Regions from separate parts of the Mus musculus genome. Here regions 1, 3 and 4 are each linked to region 2. Evidence: chromatin contacts called from public ChIA-PET, HiChIP or PLAC-seq and Micro-C data. All regions are on one chromosome and are shown on one strand. The core of a region is the stretch at or near the end of the contact, and the rest is flanking DNA. Distances in the headings are between cores, read along the strand shown.

Evidence for each region. Hi-C and Micro-C count contacts between places; a contact is called where the count stands out from the background. ChIA-PET counts read pairs in DNA pulled down with a chosen protein or histone mark. HiChIP or PLAC-seq counts read pairs in DNA pulled down with a chosen protein or histone mark.
Region 1: a contact with region 2 is called in an H3K4me3 HiChIP or PLAC-seq map of bone marrow-derived macrophages, with 2.3 times the contacts expected there. The contact joins the promoter of Appl2 here to the promoter of Slc41a2 in region 2. A contact is called at or near these places in 1 of 115 datasets of contacts at active chromatin or transcription factors (bone marrow-derived macrophages) and 2 of 9 other capture datasets (adipose tissue and liver).
Region 3: an RNA polymerase II ChIA-PET map of memory CD8 T cells shows a contact between it and region 2, with 6 read pairs. The contact joins the enhancer-like site here to the promoter of Slc41a2 in region 2. A contact is called at or near these places in 1 of 39 promoter capture datasets (pre-B cells), 1 of 484 Hi-C or Micro-C datasets (liver), 5 of 115 datasets of contacts at active chromatin or transcription factors (embryonic basal ganglia, embryonic forebrain, embryonic stem cells and 2 more) and 2 of 9 other capture datasets (adipose tissue and liver).
Region 4: a Micro-C map of embryonic stem cells shows a contact between it and region 2, with 2.8 times the contacts expected there. The contact joins the promoter of 1500009L16Rik here to the promoter of Slc41a2 in region 2. A contact is called at or near these places in 2 of 39 promoter capture datasets (the HPC-7 cell line and embryonic stem cells), 2 of 484 Hi-C or Micro-C datasets (both in embryonic stem cells) and 1 of 115 datasets of contacts at active chromatin or transcription factors (embryonic stem cells).

The regions. Positions count from the first base shown.
Region 1 is chr10:83,646,853-83,651,585 of GRCm38.p6, forward strand. It overlaps Appl2 (adaptor protein, phosphotyrosine interaction, PH domain and leucine zipper containing 2), which reads right to left and starts at 1,812. Exons shown (of 21, transcript NM_145220.2): 1 at 1,676-1,812. The coding sequence starts at 1,729.
Region 2 is chr10:83,334,647-83,339,299 of GRCm38.p6, forward strand. Slc41a2 (solute carrier family 41, member 2) reads right to left here and starts at 3,171. Exons shown (of 11, transcript NM_177388.3): 1 at 3,114-3,171. It overlaps Gm40722 (predicted gene, 40722), which reads left to right and starts at 4,043. Exons shown (of 2, transcript NR_168611.1): 1 at 4,043-4,226.
Region 3 is chr10:82,886,188-82,890,873 of GRCm38.p6, forward strand. Txnrd1 (thioredoxin reductase 1) reads left to right here. Exons shown (of 15, transcript NM_001042513.1): 13 at 986-1,081; 14 at 4,197-4,331. Among named protein-coding and RNA genes, the nearest start is that of Eid3, 22 kb to the left of the region's middle. Within about 2 kb of position 1,329, at least 30 of the 459 cell types and tissues checked have an H3K27ac peak or open chromatin away from gene starts, as enhancers often do. A contact at or near this core is called in memory CD8 T cells, where this site is marked.
Region 4 is chr10:83,720,981-83,726,059 of GRCm38.p6, forward strand. 1500009L16Rik (RIKEN cDNA 1500009L16 gene) reads left to right here and starts at 1,885. Exons shown (of 6, transcript NM_001145198.1): 1 at 1,885-2,054. The coding sequence starts at 2,009.

The sequences.
Region 1 (4,733 bases), core at 562-3,061, 310 kb after region 2:
GAGGTGATCTGATATTAATACGCTGTATAAGTATAGGAAATTATTGAAGAATAAAAAGTACTTAAAAATATTCCTTACGAGAAAGGCAACAAGACAATTGTCTGAATTAAGTAAGGGCTTTACCACTTTGCAGGGACGCCAACTGTCTAAGAATAAACCTTTACTGTGGACAAAAATATTTTTTAAAATTAAAAAGAATGTCAGGTAGGAGTAACAATGACTCTAAACATCTTCCGCCCCCCCCCCCACACACACAAGCTCAAAATTGTAAACCATACAGACGAGATATAATTTTAGACTATTCCGCCGATTTCAAGACCATCTGCCCCATGTTCCTTGTTTTCTGTGGAGTTTCTGCAGATGAGAACACCGGACAATTAGAAGCAGAACTGCAGCCCAGGTCTCAGACTCATTTATGCCATTCAGAAATGGTGCGCACCCATTAGAGGCCTCAAAACTCCAGACTGTGCGATGTCTGTGTGCCTGGCTCTGCCACCATCACGACTGGTTAGGGAAACGGTCTGTCTTTGACCTTCCGTGTCACCAAGTACAAAGCAAATGGAAAGCCCTATTCACAACCACGGTGGTTATGATTTCCACACGCTTATGTTCAGATCCTAACGACAGGGGAGGAAGGCTGAAATGCTTTCCAACAAAGGCTGGGGTCCAAAGCAAACACCTGACATCCAGAGCTGTATAAGGAAGCCTGCGAAGAATTAGCACAATACATGCCAGTCTGTTTAAAAAGTTGAATCAGTTAAAAAACAAAACAAACAAACAAACAAACAAAACAGGCTGAGCATAACAACACATCTGTAATCCCAGCACCCAAGATGTAAGTTCAAGGCTAGCGTGGTCTACAGGGCAAGTTTTCAGTCCAGTTATGGCTACATAGTAAGACCTTGTATCAAAACAAAACACAACAAAAAACAAAATCCCAAGTAATGGGAATACTAATTATCACAGCTTGCTTACATATCCTTGCTCCTCTACATGGGGACAATCATTCAGAACTGAGCCTAAGACAGGCACACACCGATAGCCCTTTTGATTTATTCTGCAAGGGAGAGATGGGGGAAATGTAGGTAAACTCATCAAACTTCCATCTGGGAGGTACAAGTTACTTTGGGAGCCAAGGAAGAAACCCGAAAGAAGAGGAGAGACTGTGAAGAACAGCTTGAGCCTTTCTAGTTTTTTCAGGACCGGAGATACTAGAGGATGAAGGTATTTATTTAAATAAGCTAGGGATGCCATACCAGGAAAGGGAATAGAAGATCCCTGGGGAAAGTCCTGTGACTTCTGAACTACTGTCACTATGCACTATCTCAAGCTCAAAGGGCTTGATTCACATCTCCACTATATTAATGAAGCCCCATCACCACCACCCTGTGGCACAAATGGGGCAAATGTTGGAATTTTCTCTTCCCTGGGTCGACTTGGCGATGGATCCAGGTTTTCTGTGCTTCCTATTCCGGCCCCTGCATTCATTAGGTCTCGTGGACTCGTTAGTACCAGCAGCGTCTGTGTGGATAGTGCTGTCGCCTTCTTCTGCACGAGACACTGCTTGAAAACCTTGTTACCCTGCTAGGGAGCTACTACTGTGGGACAACGACTGCCCGACCTCCCCGAGCGCCGGTGGGGCACCGCGGCTCCCTCCCAGCCTTCCCGGGGGTACCTGGGGGCTGTCCTGCAGCGCCTCCTCCAGCAGGAGCTTGTCCACGGCGGGCATGGCGCGGCGGCGAGGGAGCGCGGGATGCGAGGAGGGGACACTCGGCGCTCGGGGACTTGAGACTTAGCTCGGAGCCCGCGCCTGCCCACTCTCCGCGGCCCGCCCCTCAGCCCGGCCCCCCGCTGCCGGGATCAACAGGAAGTGTGGCAGGCGCCGGACATGTAGACAGTCCGGGACAGGACACCGGAAGTGTGGCGACCACGCTTCCGTCCGATCCCGGGGCTTCGGGCCCCTCCGGCCAGCGCAGCAGCACCGGGAGGTTCCGGCTGGAGGCTGCCCTCCCCGGTGCTCGAGGCTGCCCTCCCCCGTGCTCATGGCGCATCTCCGGGTGGGACGATAGGCTTTTATCTTCTTGCGGTTCTGCAGATTGCTCTCTCTGTGTGGGAGGAGATAAGAGTGAACAGATTTTGCAGTTGTTCTCTGGCCTCTTTTTGGGGTGTGTGGGGGGGGGGGCGGGGGTAGGGAGTCAGGCTGTCATCTAACTCGCTGTGTAACTGAGGATGATTCTAAATTTCTGATCCTCTTGCCTCCACTTTCAGAGCGTGATGGGATAACAGACTTCGACTACCAAACTGGAGTTTTGTGCAGTGCTGGGGATCAAACCCAGGGCTTCCTTCAAGTTAGGCAAACCCTCTACCAAAGTAGCCACACCCCCAGCCTTGGCGTCTTCTTATTTTATTTTTTAATTTGGGTTAGAAGATGGGCTTGGGTAGAGCAGGAGAGATGGTGTAAAGGACATTGCAGAAGATGTGAGTTTGCTTCTCAGCACCTGGTAGGAGGCTGTGGCATGCACCTTATTTCCCGTAGGGACATGCATGGGCACACTCATGTGCACGTATCTCCCATAGGAAATGCACACACCATTTAAAAATACAACAAGACAAATTATATTTAGTGTGTGAAGTTCAGAAGACAAACTGTGAAAGACTTTTCTCCTTCCAACCATGGGGATTCTGGATATTAAACTCAGGTCTCAGGCTTGGAGATAAGTGCCCTTAACTATTGAACCATCTTACCAGCCTCTGGCCTCTTTTTTTTTTTTTTAAATACCAGGACAGGCCCACACTCAAACAGTTCAGAGCACAGACATTACGTGTGTGTGTGTGTGTGTGTGTGTGTGCGTGCGTGCGTGTGTGTGTGTGTGTGTGTGTGTGTGTGTGTGTGTTTTCCGTGATATTCAGATCACTGCTAAATGATTTGGGGCCATATAATTAGGTCTCATCTTCCTGGTTTTTTAAGGTTTTTCGTTATGGAGAATTTCATAATGAAATTTTCGGGGTTAGAAAGGATAGATTATGTAGTTCTGTGATGTCATTTAAAAGTGAGAAGAAGGGACACTGGAGAATGAGATACTTTACTCAGGACCCTACAGCGTAGGCTGGAGAAAGAAGAAAAGGTTGTGTAGAAGGTCAGAAGTGGAATTTGACGTATATTAAAGGCACGAGTTTCAATGGATTGACACATAAAATCAGTACTATTTGTCCAATGAGGTGTCACCAAAATTACCAGGAGAGTATGATACTGCACAAATTCTATGTCTTATGGGAACTACCTGAGCAGTTAGTGTTGGTTGTGAAATCTGTAGGATCAGGGTCACCAGTGAAGAATTATTCAGATTAAGTTAGCCCCTGGCATACATACCTGTGAGGAATTAAGTTACTAGAGGTGGGAAGATGTACCCCAAAAGTGGATGGCACTACTCCCTAGGCTTGAGTCCTGGACTATGGAAGAGGATGAGAGTGAATACCAGCATTCCTTCGCTTCCTGCTTCCTGCCTGTCGATGCAGTACAACCAGCCCCTTCAAGTTCCTGCCATGATGGACCATACCCTAAAACTGCAAACCAAAACAAACCTGTTCTCCCTTGAGTTGCTTTGCCGGGCATTTTATCACCACAGTAGTAAAGGTAACTAAGACACCACCCGGTTCAGTAACAAAAATATGTGCTCCAAGCTGGCTGTGGTGGCACACACCTTTAATCCCAGCACTCGGGAGGCAGAGGCTGGTGGATTTCTGAGTTCGAGGCCAGCCTGGTCTACAGAGTGAGTTCCAGGACAGCCAGGGCTACACAGAGAACCGCCCCCCCCCCAAAAAAAAATCAGTGCTCCAAATGTTGGTATTCTGTCTAAACTCCACCCCCACAGTTCCTGGCAGCAACCAGGTATATGCTCCTCCCCACAGTTACCTGGCAACAGCCAGGTAGGCTTGGCCCACTATAAAAGGGGTGGCTTGGCCCCTCCTCTCTCTCTTATTCTCTTGTCTCTCTTACCTCTTTCCCCCTTGCTCCCCTTCCCTTCCCCCCTCTCTCCACATGGTCATGGCCCACCTCCACTTCTCTGCTCTCTCCTCTCTGCCTTTCTCTGCCTCTACTACTCTCTTAACTCCCCTCCCCATGCCCTGAATAAACTCTATTCTGTACTATACCATCCTGTGGCTGGCCTCTCAGGGGAGGGGAATGCCTCCGCATGGGCCCCGCTGAGACACCTCCTCCCCTTACACCCCGCCAGAACATATTCTTACAGCTCTTTCCCTTTTTATGATCATAACACCAAACACCGCCGAAAGCCAACTCCAATGGCATGATTCCCTTCGTTCTGGTGTGAGCTATTTATGCCTTCCATCTAGTATCCTCCATCCCCTTCTCATTTGCCCTTTTCAGGTGAAATTGTGCCCATACCAGGATTCTTTCTTTACCTTCCAAGTTCTGTTCAACTAAAATTTCCTCATACAATCTTCTAAACTCTCTGCTGCCCAAAATCAACTCTTCAAGACCAGACTCAAACCCTCCCCTTTCCCTGATTGTAAAAAAAACAGTTCAGGATTTGGTAACACCAAGGGAAAAGGGTGTATATTCTTTCATTAGAAAATAGATATTAAAGAAGACAGAGCTCCCCAAACCCTTTAAGGGGCTTAGACATCCCATAGAAGGGGCAACCATCTCTCTCATGTATCATCTTCTAATTAAATTGCCTTCTTTGAATACCAATGTTCAGAATTGTTTTACA
Region 2 (4,653 bases), core at 1,921-4,420:
ATGTGTTTTTTCGTTTACAGGTTGGAGGGCAGGACTGGGCTGTCCCTCGCCTACTTTACATCAGTTGCTCCCCATTATTTCTCCACGGAAATCTTTGACCTCCTTCTTTTCTCTAAAATTCCTGAAGTTTGATAGCATATGTTCAAACAGTAACAGATTTCCTTGCATGACCAGACCATTCAGTCTCCTGTGCCTTTTCTTAGAACCACCCACACCTCTTACAAACGGCATTGTTAGCCAAGAACCTTACCAAGTCGGTTAGGTTAGAACCCTCTCCCAGGTATGTGATGAAGTGGGTCTGGATCCTTCATCTCGGTGTCCCACCACCAAGTCTGTCTTCAGCGGGAATCATTTTAAGATGATTTTCCCAGAACCCCCCTCTCTGGGGATGCCTCCTTTCAGCACCTTTCTATCCACTGCCCCCTCCCCTGCTCTTCACCTATGCATTCCTGCCCCTCCACACATAGTCAGGGTTAAGTCCCATCTCCCCCCCAATGCCAAACCCATTGCCATGGCTCATCTACTACTACAGTGGCCTTCCATCAAGTTCCTCACCATACAAGTTCCATCAGATACTTTTTTCTTTAGTAGCAATTAGATCCATGGAGAAGAGAACTGGAGTTCAGAGAAATGCCATCTCTTCTAGTAACTTTGGGAAGAAAGACCTTAGGCTGGATTTGTACACACACAGAAATCCCCCATGCAGAAAGCAGGGCGACATCCATTCAGTTCCAGATGACTCTTAATCTCAGCTCCAGCAAAATGTTTTTCACTCGAGGTGCCAGTGGATACCTGCAAGCCCAGTACTTGGGAAGCAGAGACAGAAGGACTGCTGCAATCTCAAGGCCAGCCTGATCTACAAACACATACACACACACACACACACACACACACACAGAGAGAGAGAGAGAGAGAGAGAGAGAGAGAGAGAGAGCTAAAAAAGCAAATATAATGTCTAGCATCCACAAATATCATAACTGCAATAGAAACTACACAGACCGAAAGGAGAAAAGTACTTTTTACTTTACTGGGAAGTACATGAGATTTTGTTTGAGTGATTTGTTTAACATCCAACATAAATTACTTGTAGCTAATAAGTGAAACTTTTCAAACATATAATATACAAAAATAGCCTAAAGTCCCAGCAGGACACCCAGGACCATACCTCCTGTGGCTTTTCTCAAGAAAGCCAAAGAAAGAAAATCACAATAAAATGCCCAGGAATGACCAGGTAAAAGGTGAAGCGTTCTGAAAGAGTCAAATGCCTCTTAATCATATTTTTATGCTACTTTGCCAGTGGCAGTCAAGAATCTAGAATTTTTCCTATAATGAATAAGACATCTCAGCAACAATAACAAAAAAATCAAATATGACAGCAAAAATAGGAGTGGAGGGTCTAAACAGAAATCTCTCCAAAACAGATACACATATGGCCAATAAGCATACAAAAGGCGTTTTAATCTCTTGTCTGAGATGCAAATTAAAACCAGGAAAAACACTAGGATAGCTTAAAAAAAAAACAGTAAAAAATAACGTGTCGGTCGTTGGCGGTTTAAGGAAAACGCAGCCCGCATAAACTGGTGGAGTATAAAACGTAGCAACAACTTTGATTAAAGTCTGAAAGTTTCTCAAAAATGTTAAGTACCAAGCAATTCCACACCTAAGGTTTGGGGCATTTAAAACACACATCCACAGAAGTTCTAGCAGCATCATATCCGATGGCTAAAAGGTGAAAAGCAATGAATGCCATTTCATTAACTGGTGAATGGGCACACACCGCATTATCAGTCATTCAGCTCCAAGAAAGTAGAGAGCCGACCCACACTAATTACACCATGAATGAGCTTTGAAAACAGTCTGGCTACGTGAAGGAAGCCAGACAAAAAGCCACAGACACGTTGGTTGGGTGTGGTACAATCCTGTGTGAGATCACCACTTGAGAAATTGAGGCAGGAGGACCACGAATTCTGATTAGCCTCAACTATAAGGGAAGAGTCAAAATCTTGTCTTTAAACGGAGGAGGTGGGAAACCACAAATACTGTATGATTTCATTAGTGTCTCCAAAGAGCAAATGCATAGGCACAGAAAAATTAGTTGGGGCAGTGGGGGGAATGGGTGGCAAGCAACTAAAAGGTATAGGGTTTCGTTTGGAGATATATATATATATATATATATATATATACATACATACATACATACATATATATATATATATGTATATATATATATATATATATAGAGAGAGAGAGAGAGAGATAGTAGTGACAGTTACAAAACTAGATGAATACACGTAAAGCCACCTTTGGGAGAGATAAGTAGCACGTATGCTACATGACTCATCGGTCAATCAAGCGTCCATTTACAAAAAGATGACACCGGGGCACTATACCTAAGAACATAATATATAGGTAACACACAAACATGCCAGCTCTCGCCATAAATGGACACCGAGGCTTCTTAAAATTGAGGTATAGTGTGCATCCATAAAGCCAAGAACTGGGTGGCAACGCTGCTGAGCCCCGAAGCAGGCTCCAGGGGTGAGCGCAACCCGCCTCGCAGCATCTGCATCCGAGCTCACCTTCCTCCATCCCTCGGCGCGCGCCCCCAGTCACGGCCACCGGAGCCGGGCAGCGGCGGGCAGGGCTGGACAGAACGGGGCGGCCTCGGGTCCCGCCGGGCGAGGCTCCAGCATCCGGCCGCACCACCGCCCTCCCACACCTAGCCGTGCCTCTGTCTCCGCTCCCGCCGCGGCAGCCTGCGCCGAGCCCGAGCGCGGCGACGCTCTGGGAGTCGGTGAGCCCGGCCCAGCCCCGCGGGCCCGCCTCGCCTCCTCGCTGCCACTGACAGTCGCCCGATGCCCGCGGCCACTCGCGCGCACCCCGCCCCGCCCCGCGCACGCGCGCAGCCGGCTGGGCCCGCGGAGAGCCGCTGATGTGGCCGCCCGGAGGCTACCCGGATCCGCGGCCGCGCCCCGGCAGCCGCCCGCCCGCCGGCTTGTTCGCCTGCCCACTTGACCGCTCGCCCTCCTGCCAGCTACGACTCCTGGCTGGTTAGCTTAGGCTGTCCTGCGCATCCTCCCAACCGCATCCCAGCCCGCGCATCCTCCTCTCACCGCTCCGTCAGCCCCGGGCCTCGTCGGGGGTCCAGCTCGCGTTCCTTGCTGAGCGGAATGAAGCCGAGGACGTGGGAGTCGTTCGTTGCGCTCTTCTGGGAGGCCAAAGGACGGGGAGGAGACGTGCGGGCAGCGCGTCACGCCCTCCGAGCGCCTGGCAGGGTCAGAGCCAAGTGCACTGCGCTGCTCAGCCGAGCTTTGCAGTTTGCCCACGCTCGAGTTTTGGGAGCCAAGGTAGACTTGAGCCAGAATTTGCCAAGGAAAATCGGGGGCTGCTTCCATGACTGTTTGTTAAGCACCTACTATGTGCGGTTCAGCTAGTGGGACTCCACCATCCCACCCTGCAAAGATGTGAGCCCCAGAGCACTGACTCTTGGGGGGAAACTGCTCGTTTTGATTCTGAGGCTATTATTCTATTACCTTAGACCAAAGTTTTCACCAAATTCAGATGGGGGTAATTTAGCACCTTTTCAGGTGGGGACAGGGACACACACACAGAGACACTTCCATCTGACTGGACATGATGGCACCTGTCTTTAATCTCAGAGCCAGGTAGTTCTCAGTGAGTTCAAGACCAGTTCTCTACTCAGCAAGTTCCAGGAAAACCAGGGTTACATTGTGAGATCTTGTCTCAAAACAAAACAAAACAACAACCACCCTCATTTTCTTGTGGGTTTTTTTTTTTTTTTTTTTTTTTTTTTTTTTTTTTGGTTTTTCGAGACAGGGTTTCTCTGTGTAGGTCTGGCTGTCCTGGAACTCACTTTGTAGACCAGGCTGGCCTAGAACTCAGAAATCCGCCTGCCTCTGCCTCCCAAGTGCTAGGATTAAAGGCGTGCGCCACCACGCCCGGCTTGGGTTGGTTTTTTTTGTTTGTTTGTTTGTTTGTTTTTTTGTTTTTTTTTGTTTTTTTTTTTTTTTTTTTTTTTTTAAACCCTAGAGGACAAAGTCTCTCTGTGCAGCTCTGACTGGCCTGACACCTGTTATGTAGCCCAAGCTGCCTTTGAACTCACAGAGAGCTGTCTGCCTCAGCCTCTCAATGCTGGGATTGAAGGCGCACACCATCATTTTCCAACCTTCTCTCAAACTCTTACCCTTCCTGTTCTGGAATTACAGGTATGTACTATTGTGCCCAGCCCTAGATCAAATTTTGTGTGTGTGGGCTGGGTGCGGGGGTGGGAGGGAGTTAAAGACAGGAGATATGCTTAGCAGTTACAAACAGGTACTGCTCTTGCACAGGACACAAATTTAGTTTCCAGCACCTACCTACACACACACACACACACACACACACACACACACACCTGGAAACACCAGCTTAGCTGGACGAAGTGCCTTCTTTTGCCTTCCACGGGCATTAATTAGCATTCATGAGCACATACCCAATCCGTGCACACAGATATACAGTAATTTAAAATCTTTAAAGGATTTTAAAATTCCTTTAGGAATGAAAACATTTCTATGAAGAACATGGGTGTTGAATTTAAAGTTACAGGGAGTCGTTATTTTGGTTTAGGGTTCTGTGCTAAACCCCCAAAATGGA
Region 3 (4,686 bases), core at 79-2,578, 450 kb before region 2:
AATCAACTACTCACAGATGCTGTCTGTAGTGTAGCCATTTGGAAGGCTTTCCTTGGTCTTTCCCTAAGTAATTTTACATGCGTTAGACTTTTGTATCAGAGCACTGATGTGGGTCCCCAGAGGAGGAAATAGTCTTGCTTGTCATGCCCAAGACACATCAAACAGAGCCCCTGTCTTCTGGCTCCCCTGCACCTCTCTCCCTCCTCCTGTGCTGTCTGGTAAGGTTCCTGGAGGAACTTTCTGGAAGCAGGAAGAAGCACCAGCTAGCTGGTTGTTAGAGCTGCCCCTGCTATGTACAGCTCTCATTCCTCTGAGCCAGTGACTCTCAGCCTTCCTAAAGCTATGACCCTTCAGTTCAGTTCGTCATGTTGTCGTGACTCCCCCACCCCCATAAAATTATTTCAGTTTTACTTCATAACTGTAATTTTGCTACTGTTAGAAATCATAATGTAACTGTCTGATATAGAGGACATCTAAGAGTCAGCCCCCAAAGGCAACCCACAGGGTGAGAAACACTGACCTACACTAACCAGGAGGTCACTTTGTATTTTTTGTTTCTTTTCTTTTTCTTGTTCTGAAACATTAATATGTCTATTCTGTCGCTCTGGCTATCTTAGAACTCCCTGTGTAGACCAGGCTGGCCTCAAACTCAGATCCACCTGCTTCCGCTTTAATCCCAAGTGCTGGAGTTAAAGGCGTGCACCACCACCGCCCGCTTGTTGTCTTATGTAAGACAGTAATTTTGTGGCTTCTTTCTTGATTTTCTTGGTCATTTTGTTATATTACTTAAGGTTTACTAATCATGTTGAACTAAGATTAGTCAAAGGGGTCTTGACAACAAAGTTCCAAGTTATTTGTCTTTTGATGAAGTCAGTTTATTCTGTGAACTTTATCAGCAGCGCTAATTATTGAAGTACCTCCACACCTACTGCTGGGCAACATCCCACATAAGGAAACAAGTCTGACCTGTGCTTGTGTCTTCCAGGTTTACCATAGTTTCTTTTGGCCATTGGAATGGACAGTCCCATCCCGGGATAACAACAAATGTTATGCAAAAATAATCTGCAACCTTAAAGACGATGTAAGTGCGGCGACGGGTCTTTGTGGAGATGTGTAGCTTTTGACCATGAATGTTAGGATTCCAGCCATTGGTGTCCACAGCACCAGGGGCAGCATCTTAGGCAAGGGTCTGGGCTCTCCTGCCTGCTGCCTTGCCTGTTCATCTTTCCTGGTCCGGGGCCCCGCTGCAGGCAGGCAGAACACACGTAGGTAAAGGAAGTCAGGGGACACTTGAAGCTTCTCTGTGTTGATGAGTGGAGAGTCATGAAGTCCTCAGCTACCTTTTAAAAAACCACAAGCAAACCCAACCCCGGATGCTCTGCTTTGATCCTCTGCGCTGGTGGGAAGAGCTCAGACTTGGCTGGGCTCCAGATTGAGATGTACCCACTGCTACACTAGTGACCAAGCCCGAGGGCAAACTCCTGCCTCCCAGGTATTCCAGACCCATAGTGAGAGAGATGGACTACCTTAGCAGTTTTCAAACTTACTTGACTGTTGCCACACAGTAAGAAATACATTTTATATTATATTCCAGAACACGTGTCCATACACACATACTCTTTCTTCTTTCTTTCTTTCTTTCGCTCTCTCTCTCTCTCTCTCTCTCTCTCTCTCTCTCTCTCTTTCTTTCTTCCTTCCTTCCCTCCCTCCCTCCCTCCCTCCCTCCTTCCCTCCCTCCCTCCCTCCCTCCTTCTCTCTCTCTCTTTCTTTCTTTCAAGATTTATTTATTTATTTATTTATTTATTTATTTATTTATTTATTTATTTAATGTATATGAGTGCACTGTAGCTGTACAGATGGTTGTGAGCCTTCACGTGGCTGTTGGGAATTGAATTTAGGACCTCTGTTCGCTCTGGTCTGCCCGCTTGCTCAGTCCCTGCTTGCTCCAGCCCAAAGATGCACCAGAAGAGGGCGTCAGATTTCATTTGGGTGGTTGTGAGCCACCATGTGGTTGCTAGGATTTGAACTCAGGACCTTTGGAAGCAGTCAGTACTCTTAACCTCTGAGCCATCTCTCCAGCCCCATATTCTCATTCAATATTGTACCAGAAACTGAATTTTTTCAATGTATTCAGCATATTGACCTTAAAAATCCCTTCAGGGAAAATATGAATAAAGCCAAAGCCTTACATCAAACACACAAAGAACTTGGTTAGATTATTAAAACAATCTCAGGGTTTGTCTGTAATGACATACTTTGTTTAAAAATTGTTTTAGATGAGAAAGATTTTTTTTAGAACCCAGAAGGTTTCAGGACACTGCCTTAGGTGTAAAGTTATCACTGAGGCAGATGTTCGGTGAATGAATCGATCAGGGTAACCCCTCGTGAACTGTGCACTGACATAAGGATCAATGGCGTATCACTCTCTCTATCTCTTTGGACATAGCTTTATTAAAGCATGATGTAGCCAAGTATCATCTGACTTCACAGTGACCGAGTGTCCTTGGTTTTAAACAGAGCTCAGTGGTCTACGTGTAAATCACACTCACACACATGGAAGTACTTCCTGCTCCCTGCTCGGGTCAGTGAACACCAGCCTGTAAGAGATCAGCAGTGCAGATACGGTTCACAGCAGCTCTGGTCTGGAACACTTGCTCCCGCACTGTTGAGAATCTCGTTTAATCTGTGCTGAGGGGGCGCCTCTGTGACCACTGATAATTGCTATCTGCTTGTTCTGCCCATTCTGTGACTGAGGAAACTGAGTCCAGTCTAGTAGAGCTATTAGATCCCGGCCCGTGTCACAGCCATGCCAGTGACAGTCACTTCCTGCCTCTATTGTCTTTCTACTGTCTTATGTTTTTATTCTTTTTTACCTTTTCGGAAGTTGGTGTCTCTCTCAACTGTCCATGGTTTCTACTTGCTGTGTATCCACTTATACATAAACATTACACAATGCTTTGTGACTTAATTAAAGGAGTCATCCTTGGTAAATGGAGGTGGGCACCTTTTACTTTTAATGTCACTTTTTCAGAGGACGGGATGTAGCTCAACGATAGAGGGTTTGTTTAGTGTGCTGACAGCCCTGGATTCACTCCCTGGCACTGCACAAATAAAACTGATTAGATTTCTCCTACATTATGATATGCAAACCGAGTATATTTTCAATGGTTTTAGGTGTTTAGCACATAGGTGCCTTATTCACACCCCAAACTCCAGGTCGTCTGATGTAGATTATGTAACAAGACCGAAAGCAAAGGTGTCTTCGACCGTTTCTAAATATTTACACACAACTATTTTTTTTTTAATATTTTCTTACTTCCTTTTATTTCATGTGCATTGACGTTTTGCCTGCAAGTATGTCTGTGTAAAAGTGTTGGATTCTCTGGCACTGAACCTACAGCAAGTTGAGAGTTGCCATGTGGCTGCTGGGAATTGAACCTAGGCCTCTGGAAGAGCAGCCAGGGCTCTTATCCACTGGGCCATCTCTCCAGCCCCAGAGGTTCCAGTTTCACACGACTTTTTCTTTAATGGTTTTTATTTGTCCTTGGACTGTTTCTCATGAAGCCACTGAACGTTGGCCTGCAGCCAATGGGCCTGCGTTGCTTCATGTGTTCCAAGCAGAGTGACTGGTCTAGTCTGTCAGCTCCGTGCACACCCACTGAACCGTGCAACAGTCCAAGTGCACGAGATTTCTCTTCTTGAAGAGATAATCTGGGCTTGGGATTTAGATTTTTCTCCACAACCAGTAATTCCCACACAGGTATTTCAGTGTCTGGACATTTCTCTTTTGTGTGCCTATGGAAGGGTCTGGACAGTATCTGAGGTGCTCTTCCTGTGCCCAGAATGTCAGCTAAATGATCTTAAAAGTTGAGTGACTTCCCTTAAGCCTCAGTCACCACAGAAAACCGTCAGGCTCTTAGAGAACCTGCGACACTGCCCCGTGCTAGAGTTGTCTGGAATGGCTGTGCTGCTAAGAAGTTGCAGGCACTACACTTTTCCTCAAGTTGGTGTGTTCTCCTCACGTCCCCTGTACCTGCCTGACAGAGTTATCCCCTCCCCAGCACACAGTGGGGCTTTAACAGTGCAAGGCAGCCATTTCCATCTGGGGCTCCTTAGAACAGTCTGTGGAAGTACCAGGGCCGTGGGTAGAGAGGGGAGAGACCAGCTTACCCAGGTCCCTCTCTTTTGCATCTTAGGAACGTGTCGTGGGCTTCCACGTGCTGGGTCCAAACGCTGGAGAGGTGACGCAGGGCTTTGCGGCTGCGCTCAAGTGTGGGCTGACTAAGCAGCAGCTGGACAGCACCATCGGCATCCACCCGGTCTGTGCAGAGGTGAGTGAGGCACAGGCACTCGCAGCTCTGTGAGAAAGGCCTCTTTTACTTGTATTACTGTACGTCCTAAAGTGCGTGTGTGGTGAGTATTTAGTGGTTTGGGAAAGCCTCAAGGCTGGTTCTGGGGTCTGCCTCTTGAGCTTGTGGGCATCCAAGAATGATACTGAAAAGTGATGTTTTTAAAACACTGAGCAAAGGAGAGTGAAACTGGAAATGGCCTGGTCTGGGCCTCTGGGTACCAGTGTCAGTGCTCGCTGTCAGCATCAGCCAGGCCGGAGGACTGTTACCAGAGAGAGGGATCAGTGTCGTGGAAGGACAAGGGATGGGTTAATAATGCCAGCTTTTATCTGTGTGC
Region 4 (5,079 bases), core at 635-3,134, 390 kb after region 2:
GCTCCCGATGCAAACTCCAAGCTACTCACGTATGTTACAGTGTAAATGGATGTTAAGTGCAACTAGAATGCTAGGTTTAAACACCAAAGCTAGACTCACCAAGGACGACCAAGACAAAGACCCTTACAGCTGGGTACAAGTCACTCAAGGATTTGATACAACTCAGACAAACCATGAGGTCCAAGCCCAGCATCGGTGAGCTGCTCCCACAAGATAACCCCCCCCCATCAGTTAGTTAAGAGGCAGCTGTAACATTGTAGCTGCCTTTTGGTAGCTGTGAGGACAGACAGAGCTTTGAATAACTGACAACATTTAGGATACTCACAGGGCAGGAGGTAACACCAAAAGAGTTACTTTCTCTTTTTACCGAACTTTTATGTCTTAGGAGCCTGACTCATTATCCTTTAATGTTTTTCCCTGTAAACCTCTTAATAAAGTTTCCCACCTCACTCTTACAAGCATCTGCAACTTTAATCTTTATTGGCATAGGACAATGAGCTTGGAGTCACTGCCTCTGGTCAATCATGGCGATAGTTAAGTGTCCACTACCTTAGGACTCTGGCTCAGACCCCCCTGGCTGAGAAAGACTGTTGCTCTCCAGCCCTATAACAGCTTCATGTGCTTTTAACGCCCTCCCTTCCCCACCACAATGGATGGAACTTCCCTCCAATCATCAGCCAGAATAAACCCTTCCTTTCCTAATTTACATCTTGTCAAGTATTTTGTCACAAAACTCTCTCTCTCTCTCTCTCTCTCTCTCTCTCTCTCTCTCTATATATATATATATATATATATATATATATTACAGTTGTGGAGTAACAATGAAGTAAATTTATCGCTGAGGGTCACCACAGTATGAGGGACTGCATTAAAGGGTCATATGTAGCATTAAGAAGGCTGAGAACCACTCTTTTATATGACCCCTCAACATACCTATAGAGTTAAGCCCATTTCTTAAGCCGTTCCACCCTGTATAACTCCATTTGTGTCCCTGTTTTGATGTAGCTAATTTGTTTATAATTTGTCTGTCTGGGGACACAGTCTCCCACATGTTTGCAACCCCAGAGCTTAGTAAAGAACTTGGCACAGTCAGGGCTTCTCTATAAATAGCGAGTTTAAACCGGAGCTCTACTTCCTGGCTTGAGCTTACCTCTCAATGAGTTTTATTGATTCTGCATTGTGAGCCAGGAGGACACTAGGGAACGGAGGGTCCTCGTCTTTAAGGAATTTGTATTACTGCTCAAAAGCTCAAGACCTATTATAGCAGATGGTGTTAGCTGAGGCACAGGTGCTGAGCAGTTTACAACCTCTCAGTGTGGCTCCTAAAGTCCCACAGCTGTCAGAGGGCAGAGCAGGAGTTGTGGTCCCAGCAGTTAGGGACCACGGAGATTCATAGATCTGCCTTAGATCAGAAAGCAGGGTATACAACTCTAGTTACAGATCTGGGAGACATTGATTGTAAGGAGGAGCACCAGGTCTGACCGACCTGGGGCAGAGCTGGTTTTTCTAAGTGAGGAAGGATGGAGCTGTCTCAGCTTTCTTCGAAAGCAGGAGAGGTTTTGGTTTCCTCTTCAGATCTGAATATCAATTAGTCTGTCGACCTTAGCCTTATCAGACGTACACCCAGGATACTCAGAGCAGGTGTTCCCTGTCACTTCCTCTCCTCTCCACATCCTGGGGACAGGGAGGGGCCACGAAGAAAGAGAGCGAAGGTGAACAAGAGGGAGAGCGAGCGGGTGAGACCTGCTGCGGACCACGCCTTCTGCCATGACCCCCAAACCCTACTTTAAACTCCCGCCCACTTTCAACCGCCACCAATGCTTGGCCCAGGAACGCGCAGAAGGCTGCGCATTGGTCGGTGCCGTGGTTGCCGCGGTGACGGGTGGGTTCGTGGGGGTCCCCGCGCGGGGCGGGGCTAGGGCTGTCCCTAGTCCCGCGCGCCGCCTCCTTCTGGGTCTCCTCCACTGGGACCTGAGGTCCAGAGCGCGGCTTCCCTGCGGGTGGCGCGATGGGTTGCGGGAACTCCACGGCCACCAGCGCGGCCGCGGGCCGAGGTAAGCAGAGCTGCGGGGCGTAGGTCCCTCGGGAGAGGGGGCGGCGGCGGCGGCGGGGGTGGGGGTGGGGGCGCAGTTCCTTCGGCCCATCCTCAATTTCGAGCCTGGAGCTCGCCTGCTTCTGGAAAGACCGAGAGGAAGCCGGTGCCCCTGTGCGGGGGCGGTCACGCCCGGATTCAGCGGGGAGGACAGTCGCCTGGGTCCTGCAGCCTGTCTCTGCATCCTTCTGGGGAGCAGAATTTCCCAGACGTGTTTCTGGTCCCTCACATCCCCTTTCTATTGGCTTGCATCCAGGCCTCACCCGGACCCCTTGGCTCCCAGTCCCTGCGCCTGGGAAAGTGTTGCTGAGCAAATCGGGACTTTTTTGGGGGTGGGGCCGAGTGCCAGTGGGTTGGGGACAGCAGCCTGCAGGGCTCTAAAAACGCATCCGTTTGGGTCTGCGTACTTAAGACCCACCCTGCTGCCCGCTAAGATTTTCATAGAGGAGCTGCGGTACCTAGACGCACAGATTAGCTTGATGGAGCTCTGGACTGGCCTCTCTTTTTGATAAATTTTCACTTAAAAATACATCCAAACTTGTCTGTGCACGACTTCATTTCGTTGATTGGCAGGGCAGGGCTTCTAGATTTTCCTGGCTAAGCCAGGCTTTGTATCAAGTAACTTACTGTAAGATTCAGACCCTCTGATAAAACTAGCTGATGTTGGGATTTGTTTGGGGTGGTGTTCTCTGCTGACGTATTTTAGCGTCTTTTTGGATAGGGTTCCCTACCTTCTCTAGCTGAGTCCAGTCAGGTATCACAGCCCACTCTAACCAGCAAGCGCAAACGGTAGTCAAATACTGCAGTGTTTGCGGAGCGGATGTGGGTGTCCAGCTATTGAGTTTTGAAACCTTAGGGATGTCACCTCCCATAGCCAAGTCCTTAAGGCTTGGCAGTTATTTTTGTGATTGATTGAAGCACTCAGGTTTGAACTCAGGGTCTGATCATTGCACGTGCTGCGCAGACCTTTGACCATCGGGCTGTATTCCTGGTATCGTTCTTTACTTTGAGATAGGGTCTCACTAAGTTGTCCAGGCATGCCCTGATCTCACTGTGCTGCTCTGGCTGGCCTTAAACTTGCTACTCTCCTAGATCCGTCTCTTTATGACCTAGGACAAAAGGCCTGCAGTACCAAGCCTGGCTGAACTTGTTTAAACATTTACAGGATGGGAACCATTGTGGAAATCTATTCAAATATTGGCCAGATTTGGTCTATCTTTTTTTTGGGGTGTGGGGCACAGTCAATGTGATACTTTTGGATTAAGTGTGTCTCAAGGGATCTAACTAAAACATCTGGGAGTCTAGGCCCAGGGAAAGTATATCCATTCCAGGTGACCTTCGTTGTTTTGAATTTAGGTCTGTCTTTGGTATCTGCAGACAGCCACTGGGAAGCAAATCTTTTAGATTCCTATAGCAGTGACTCAGCTTAGTTAGTATCCTATGCAAATGAGAGCAGGGGCGGGATTTAAGCTGGGGTGTGGCCCCGTTTCATTGCAACAAGGAAATCAGGAAAAGTGTCAAAGCGTCAAATGTCCGTTCTGAGGCTCAGTGTAACCTATCGCACGCGTGCTTGGCTGAAAGAAAAAAAAAAGAGTTGAGAATGTTAAAAAACAAAAACAAAAACTGAAAGGAGGACCCAGAAAAGATTTAGAAATGAAGAAAGTTTGGCGCATTTACATTCTTTAAGAATCTATTTTTATTCCTATGAATGTGCAGCTGTACGCTATGTGCATGTAGGTGCCCGAGAAGACCACAAGAGGGCAGCATATCCTCCGGAACTTGGGTTCCAAGCCATTGTGAGCCACTGTGTAGGTGCTGGGAACCAGACTTGGGTGATCAGCAAGAGCAGCAAATGCTCCTAACTGCTGAGCTGTTAGTTCAGCCCTGCACAGCGACATTTTATTAACAGACTGCTTGTCAGATTTGGGGCTAGAGGGAGAAGTATTGTTGTTAAGTGAAAATTGGAACGATGATAACAGAAACGTTAATGTACAAATTACATTTCAGTGGTGGGGTGGCCAAGGAGTGGAGACATTGGATTTTAGGCTGGAGATGTAGCTTTAGGTGGTACCTGCCTAACACACACAAACCCTATAGACTCTATCTTCCAAACCCAATAAAGTGGGCATGGTAGTGCCGGTCTATAATGTCTTGGTAAATATTTTAAAAGGGTTTCTACCCCACATTAAATCATCTGCTTCCAAAATGAAAGACACAAAACCTTTGTATTTATAATAAGCCTTAAAGCACTAGAGCTGGGCAGATATCAGTCCTCTATGCTGGTTTGTCTGCTTCCCTGTCGCTAAGTTCCTCCTGGGCCGGTCCTACCCCAGCAGGCCGCCCTCATGGCCATGTGCTCACTATCTACCTACCCCACGGCCATTGGTACCTTCTTTCTTCTTCCTCCCCTCTCCTCACCACAGTCTCTGACTTTGACCCCAAGCCCAGGAACCAAAGCCCCACCTACCTCCCTTCTGCCCAACTACAAGCTGTAGCCATCTTTATTCAACCAATAAGTTAAGGAGCAAGGTTTACACAACAAAAGCTGTTACCTGTGAGAATTCACTCTTCCTGAGGCAACTAGGCCTTGGGATACAGGAATTTAGCATTATTATACATAGCAACAGACCAAATCTCAACACTCCAGTCAGGAGGGTCAGAAGTTCAAGGCCATCCACACTAGTCCCTCACTTCATAGTGAGTTCAAGCCATCTCAAAATCAAGTAAACAAATAAAATAACAACAACAACAACAAAACAACTATCTGCCACAAACAAACAAAAACAAACAAACAAACCTCAAATCCTCCAATCTTTCTGCTGCTAATCTTGGTAATCCTACAGTCAGGGACAGGGTAGGAGGCTCACTCCCAAGTTCATGGCCAGCCTGGTCTATATGGGGAGTTCCAGAATAGTCAGACTGTCTCTTAAGGGGAAAATAAAAATCCTATTTCTTGGGATCAAGAAAAAAAAAAGATTCTCTTTGCA